Linked DNA regions of Mus musculus: region 2 is linked to region 1. The links are chromatin contacts, called in public HiChIP or PLAC-seq maps. All regions are on one chromosome and are shown on one strand. The core of a region is the stretch at or near the end of the contact, and the rest is flanking DNA. Distances in the headings are between cores, read along the strand shown.

The links. HiChIP or PLAC-seq counts read pairs in DNA pulled down with a chosen protein or histone mark.
Region 2: a BATF HiChIP or PLAC-seq map of CD8 T cells shows a contact between it and region 1, with 6 read pairs. The contact joins two enhancer-like sites. A contact is called at or near these places in 1 of 115 datasets of contacts at active chromatin or transcription factors (CD8 T cells) and 2 of 9 other capture datasets (adipose tissue and liver).

What each region holds. Positions count from the first base shown.
Region 1 is chr5:72,634,795-72,638,163 of GRCm38.p6, reverse strand. The region is part of intron 1 of Cnga1 (cyclic nucleotide gated channel alpha 1); the gene reads left to right. Among named protein-coding and RNA genes, the nearest start is that of Cnga1, 6.3 kb to the left of the region's middle. Within about 2 kb of position 1,898, at least 61 of the 459 cell types and tissues checked have an H3K27ac peak or open chromatin away from gene starts, as enhancers often do. A contact at or near this core is called in CD8 T cells, where this site is marked.
Region 2 is chr5:72,830,454-72,833,822 of GRCm38.p6, reverse strand. The region is part of intron 1 of Tec (tec protein tyrosine kinase); the gene reads left to right. Among named protein-coding and RNA genes, the nearest start is that of Tec, 36 kb to the left of the region's middle. Within about 2 kb of position 1,567, at least 29 of the 459 cell types and tissues checked have an H3K27ac peak or open chromatin away from gene starts, as enhancers often do. A contact at or near this core is called in CD8 T cells, where this site is marked.

The DNA.
Region 1 (3,369 bases), core at 649-3,148:
AGTAGGCACTTTAAATAATGCTCAGGTGACTTCAGGAAGAAGTGAGGCCCACAGGCTGGGCAGCTGACACAACAGAACTCATCATCTCAAGGTTCTGCAGGCTGAGTACCAGAGAGCAAGGGGTCTGCCATTTGTTTGGGCTCTTGTGAGGTTGTGATCTTTGACTGGCAGGTAGCCACCTTGTGGCTCTTTCTGCCCGGCATCATTCCTCTCACATGTCTGTGAGCTCTCTACTTCACCTGACAACACCCTTTAGATTAGATCGAGCCAACCTGTCTTCCTTTTAATTAATCACAACCTCAAAGGCTCTGTCTTCCAGTTCGTGGGTACCAGGGGTCAGTGCTTCCATAGAGGAAATGTAAAAGTATACTGCTATTCACTTCCTGAAAGCACTCATGAAGATATGGAAGCCCAGGATGGTACACAGGCTTGTAATCCCAGCACTTGTGACACTGAGGCGGGAAGATTGCCACAATTCAAGGCCAGCCTGGGCTTCATGGTAAGTTCCAGTCTGGCCTGGGCTACAGAGTGAAACCCTGATTCAAAACTGCGCACACACATACACAACACACAAAGGGCAGAGGGAGAGGGAGGGGGAGGGGGAGGGGGAGGGGGAGGGGGAGGGGGAGGGGGAGGGGGAGGGAGAGGGAGAGGGAGAGGGAGAGGGAGAGGGAGAGGGAGAGGGAGAGGGAGAGGGAGAGGGAGAGGGAGAGGGAGAGGGAGAGGGAGAGGGAGAGGGAGGAGAGCAGGGTGGTGAGAGCGAGAGAGAAAGCAGGGGGCAGGGAAGGGTGTAAGGGAGAGACACTGGGCCTTTTCCTCATTAGCTACCTTTTTTTAATTTTGGTTTTGCTCCATGCTGTTTCCTCTTCCAAAAATGTCATTGCCTTTATTGGGCACCAAACTCCTGAATTTGGGGTGATTTTTGTGATTCTCCCGACATTAATAGTACCGGCCTATTACATGCTATACTGTCGGATTTGGTTTTTCTTTCTTTCTTTAAAAAGATTATTGTTGGGGCTGGAGAAATGGCTCAGAGGTTAAGAACACTGACTGCTCTTCCAAAGGTCGTGAGTTCAAACCCCAGCAACCACACGGTGGCTCACAATCATCTGTAATGGGATCAGACACCTTCTTCTGATGTGTCTGAAGACAGCTACAGTGTGCTTACATAAAATAATAAATAAATCTTAAAAAGAAGAGCACAGTAAAAAAAGTTTATTGTTATTAATATGTGTATGGTGTGGACTGTGTTCTCTCCTCCCACCTTTAAGTGGGTCCTGGAGACTGAACGTAGGGAGTCAGGCTTAGTAGCAAGTGCGTTGACCTCTGCGCTACCCCACTGGCCCTCCCACTTCCTCTCTTTTCTCCCTTTCACTACACAGTGTTATACAGTGTTGCTTTGAGACAGCAAATAGTCAAGGAAAGCCAAGAAGGAAAAACCAACCAACCAAACAAACAAAAACCACACCAACCAACCAACCAGCCAAAACAACCAAACCAAAACCAACCCAAAAGCTGCTAAGGAGGTACAGGTTAGGTTCTATACCATCTGCAGGTTATTTTCAACAAAATTACAAATATTTCAAACACGATCCTTTGGGGATAAGTATAGACTTACACAAGAAGGCAAACTGTTACACACAGTGTTGACTACTTACTGTGATGGATAAAATCTGCAATTAGTGTCCAGGGGACTTCCTGTGCTTCATGTACTTAGGGTTCTAAGTGCCTGACTGAAGTGTTGACTTGGCTTTATTACTAATATAAAATGGGATCGTGATAAAGGAAGGGAAAGAAAGCAAACTCCCCACTCTGGGGAACTTTACAGAATGCTGAGATAACGGGCCATTTGCCTGTGCACATAGACATGTGTGTGTAACAGGAAGTGGGCACCTGGGGCTTGCCTCTGTTTTTCAGCTGCTACAATAACCACAGACTGAGTTATTTGTAAGCAGTGGAAACGTGGCCTCTTGACTGTGGAGGTCAAGGAGCAAATCTTGGAGGTTCTGGATCCTTTCCCTTTTTGTGGAGGTGGAGCAGGGAGACGGTCTCCAGGCGTGGTGTCGTCTGTGTGTTTACTCGTGCTCAGAAAAACATACTGATTTTGAAGAAAACCTTTTTGGTGATGCAAGATCTGGTGACACTCCAGGGCCATAGTTTATATGCTATGGTTTAGATATCGGGTACCCTTCAAGGCCCATGTATCGAAGGACAGAACTCATGGGTGAGACTGGTGGAAGATAGTGGAACATTTAAGAAATGAGGCTTAGTGGGGAGGTTTGAGGTCACTGGAGTGTTCGTGAAGGAAACGATCAATTCTGACTGCTTTTCTATGGTTCTTGGCCCGAGGTGAGTAATTTTTCAGGGCTGTGAGCTTCTGGATTTTACCATCTGCTCTTCTCACCAGAGAACTCAAAGCGATAGCTCAGCCTGGTCATGAGTCAAAGCAAACCTTTTCTCCTATAAGTTGATTGTCTCAGGTATTATTTGTTATAGTAACAAAAGGATGACTAACGCGTTTTATATAAAAACACACCAAATATTAAAATGTACTATGATTACTTTCTCTGATACTTCATAGTTGTGTAAGTTTGTTTTTATTATATAATGCTGGCTTAAAAGGACCTTGGGGAGACAAACTCTTATGATTTTGCTAAATATTGCTCTTGGCTGAGATTTTTGCGTTGAGGTGGATACTTTATACCTTTTCTGTGGACTGTGAAGGTTGTGATAATGACCATGATAATAATTCACTTGGTAAAAACTGTTTCTTCCAAAGAAAGCATTGAGGGTTTCTTCCTACGGTGATAAGACTGGGCTTAGCGAGTTGGCAACCCATCTGTTTTTGAGAGGCATACATACAACCGTGTTGTGTCCGCGCTGGAACGATTCTTCACGGGATTTACAGCTTGCTTCTGCTACTGGGATGATATCCGTTATTTCTTTCTTACTCCCCTTGGCAGTTTTGACTCCCCAGAGTGCTGAGTCAGGGGGAGGAGCAGAGGGTTATTTTCGCTATGCCAGCCTTTCATTTTGAGGCAGGGACTCACTTTCTAGGCCAGGCTGGCTTTGGATCCACTTGTCACTCTTCTGCCCCAGCCTCCTGCATGCTAGGAGTATAGGTGTGGGCCACTGCCCCTGGCTTAGCATAGTCTGTGTGTTTATCTCAGTCTCTGAACTTGGATCTCAGAAAAGGAGGAGCCCAGAGGTCGAGGTCGGAAAGATCTAAGTTGAGGCTTCATAGTAATTTTCTGAAGCCGGTGGTTAGAGACCACATCCTTGATAAGGAGGTGATGACTGTTTCAGGTCGTGCCTTCCTCCCTGCCGTAGAGCAGGCAAAACCTGCTCTGGTTCTAGACGGTAACAACA
Region 2 (3,369 bases), core at 318-2,817, 200 kb before region 1:
TTCTTTCCAGCAAGTTCCCGTCCTGTTCCCCACCCCCACATGTATCCTCCACTACATTTAATTAGGGTTGCTTGTATGAACAAGGGTCACAGGGTTATTTAGCAGAGCAAGGTCATCTTACCACTGGCCACACCACCAAGGAATATATTACTCCTCCCCAGTAACTGTTAACTGCCCATAGGTCCTCAGGGGGGAGTGAGGCCTAGTGGTCCCCATCTGTGCTGGAGTGTCGATGGACCCCCATCAGTCCTTGCACGTCTTTTGCGGGTCTTGCGCAGATGCCCACTGCTGCTGAGTTCTTGGCTGTGCCATGTCCAGGTGACAGAGCTTTACAGTGCTCCTACCCATCCTCTGCTCCTTATATTTTTCCTGTTCCCTCTCCCTCCGTGCTCCTGAGTCTGGCAGGGGCTGTCCTAGATGCTTTACTCGAGGCTGAGACTTAACAGCCACTTCTCTGCCCTTTGCTAGTGACGAGTCTGCTAGTTGCCCGCTGCCAACAGAAGCTTCTTTGGCCAATGGAGAGAGCAGCACTAACTGACGTGTAGTGTCTAAAATCAGATAGACGTTGCTTCTTCTCCTGCCTTTTGCCTGCCTTCTGGATGGGCTGCCCGAGGAGCCCTTGATCGTTAAAGCTTACTCTTTTCAGGCAGTCTTTCATGATCAATGAGGTTCTAAGATCTGTTCGCTGCAACTGCCAGATTGTGAAACTGAAGCATTCATCTTGACTGCAGATTGTGCAACACTGGACAGAGAATATAACTTTGGTGGCTTGAGTTTTTCACTACTGAGATGGTGACATTATTTCTTAGTTATCTGCCTCAGGACATATATATGTTCAAAGTCCAATAATGTCTGTTTTAAGCTTTAAATAGGCGCCGAGGTAAAGGGTAAAGTTATCTTTAGCTCCAGTGTGACATAGAAAAGGGGCACTTCATTTGGCAGTTATTATACAAAGACACTATTGGCAGTCAGGTGTGGTGGCATATGCCCACAAACCCAGCGTTTAGGTGGCAGAGGCAGGAAAACCACAAGTTCCAGGCCAGCCTGGGCAACATAATGACAGTTTTTCTGTCCCCCAGAGAAACTAAGAAAGTTTTAACCCAGAGTCTTATAATGTCTGAGAGATGGATCTGGAATATTTGAGGATACTCTTACTTTCAACAACCCCCCCCCCAATACAAACTGTGATATTCCTGTCTTTCAAAGGCTATCATCCACAGCAGTGAGCAGATCAGAGGCGATCAACCCTTTACATGGAAAATCAACGTGCTTGGGTCCGTATTCAAAGAAGATGGCTCCCTTTAGTTTTGGAGATCGGAAGGTTCCTTTTCAGTCATAGGTTGTATCCTCTGAAGATGAACAGTTGCTTTCAATAATATTCTTAAATGAAGCTGCTCAGAGAAGCACACAGCTCAGCTCCCTAGCGTTCCCTTTCCCTCTGCCTTCCTTTCCTGGATAGTGCAGTGAGTGGGATTGGTGCTAAAGCTGCAGCTTGGAATGACACGACGCATCTGAGGGCTCAGTAGTCTGGACTGTGTCAATATAGAGCAAAATAGAAAACAAAACCAAACAAACCCCAAAACTATGCCAGGTGTGGTGCTATGAGCCTGTACTGCCAGTCACACAGGCTGAGTTAGGAGATTCTCTGGAGGCCTGGGAGTTCAAGACTAGCCTAGGCACCATAGAGGGAACTTATATCACAAAGCAGGTAAAACCTGCTTAACTTTAATCACGATGCTTGTAATTCTAATGTCTTTTCTGTGAAAAGGGCCATTCTTCTGTGGTCTGCCCAGCCTTCTGGATTACACAGGTACCTTTGGAAGGTCACTGGGGCGACCTTTCAGGACACGGATGAGTGTTTCTGGGGAAACCCGTCTTCAGCTTCCTTCCTTGTGTTGATGTAGGTTCCATAGTATTTGATAGGTAGGGATATCACAGGTTGTATTTTGGTGTTTTTGTAGCTTCTTTTTTGCATCCGCAGTGAGATGATCTGCCTTTGGCTTTAATAGTTTAGGGAAGAAGAGAGCCAGCTCATTTGTTACTCCATTTTCTCTAGAGTTTCTGACTGTTAGAGATGATCATTTTTATTTTGTCAAACGTTTTAGGACTGGTATCTTTTTACAACAAAAATCATGGGAAGCTGTGATTTTGATGGGGTTTCTGTTCTAGGATCCCACAGACCAGACTAAGAAAATCAAAATGGAGTCACTTGTGCTACAGCGCCACATAATGAACACACAGACTGAGTGCGAGCTTTCAGACCCCTAAGGTGGCTAGTTCTCCATGAAAACAGATCTTAGTCTGAGGAAGAGTCCTCTTTGCTTTAAATCTTATCTAAAAAATTCATCAGAACAAGTGAGATCTCAGGTCACAGTTTAAAATCTATTGATTGGCTTCCATGTCTCATGGTCCTAAGGTCATTGTTCTGTCAATTTTCAAGGGTGTTCTTATTCTATTTTACTATTTTACTATTTTCAAAGAGTAGACTTTGCCCCATTTATCATTTTCACAGAAAAGCCAAGCTTATCTGTGCAATCTTGATGTAATTTTATCTCTTGATAATCTCTACGTAGCACCTTGCATGTATCACTTGATATTTCAAATTTAGGTTCTATTTTACTTCCTCTTCCACCTCGTTGGTCACTCCTGAAGAGAATGTGGCTCTCTTGCACAACCTACCCTCCCACACACACAGAAAAACACTTCCTGCCCCCCAAAAACATTTATAATAATAGCAAGATTATTACTTATTTATATTATTTTGATGCTATAGATTCTGTTTAGATAGCCAGGTCAGGATATAATATGGTTGCTTTCGTATGGCTTTTCTGTATGGTTTTTATTTTCCTTGGAATTAATTACTTTCATTTCTTATATCAATAATGTTTAGCTAATTTATTATGAGCTGCCCCAGGTATTCAGTTTTATCTTCTACAAGAGCTCTTCCCAGGAACCTTCTAACTTGATCTTTTGAAGAGGTTGGCCACTTGGCTTGCTGCTGCCTGTCATTTATCTTGGAATTTCCCTTCATTATGATGGGAGATTGGAATGTCTTTTGCCTTTTTGTTTTTCTTTTTAAAAACACTTTTCTTTGGTTCTTTGTGAATTTCATCATGCACCCCAGTCCCCTCATCTCCCCCTCTCCTGTACCTGTCCTTCACCCTTGCAATTTCTCCCCACCCCAACAGAGAGGAAAAAAATCTCATTGTGGAAGCTGTAGTGTGTCACAGGGTACCCTTTTGTCCAACAGTTCTTTACTTGCAAATGTTCATTGCAATGACTTGTTGGTCTGGGACTAGGCCTCTGGCTTCTGCTACTCTATGAATACTGGAACCTCACTGGGATTCCTCTTGGATATCACATTATTGC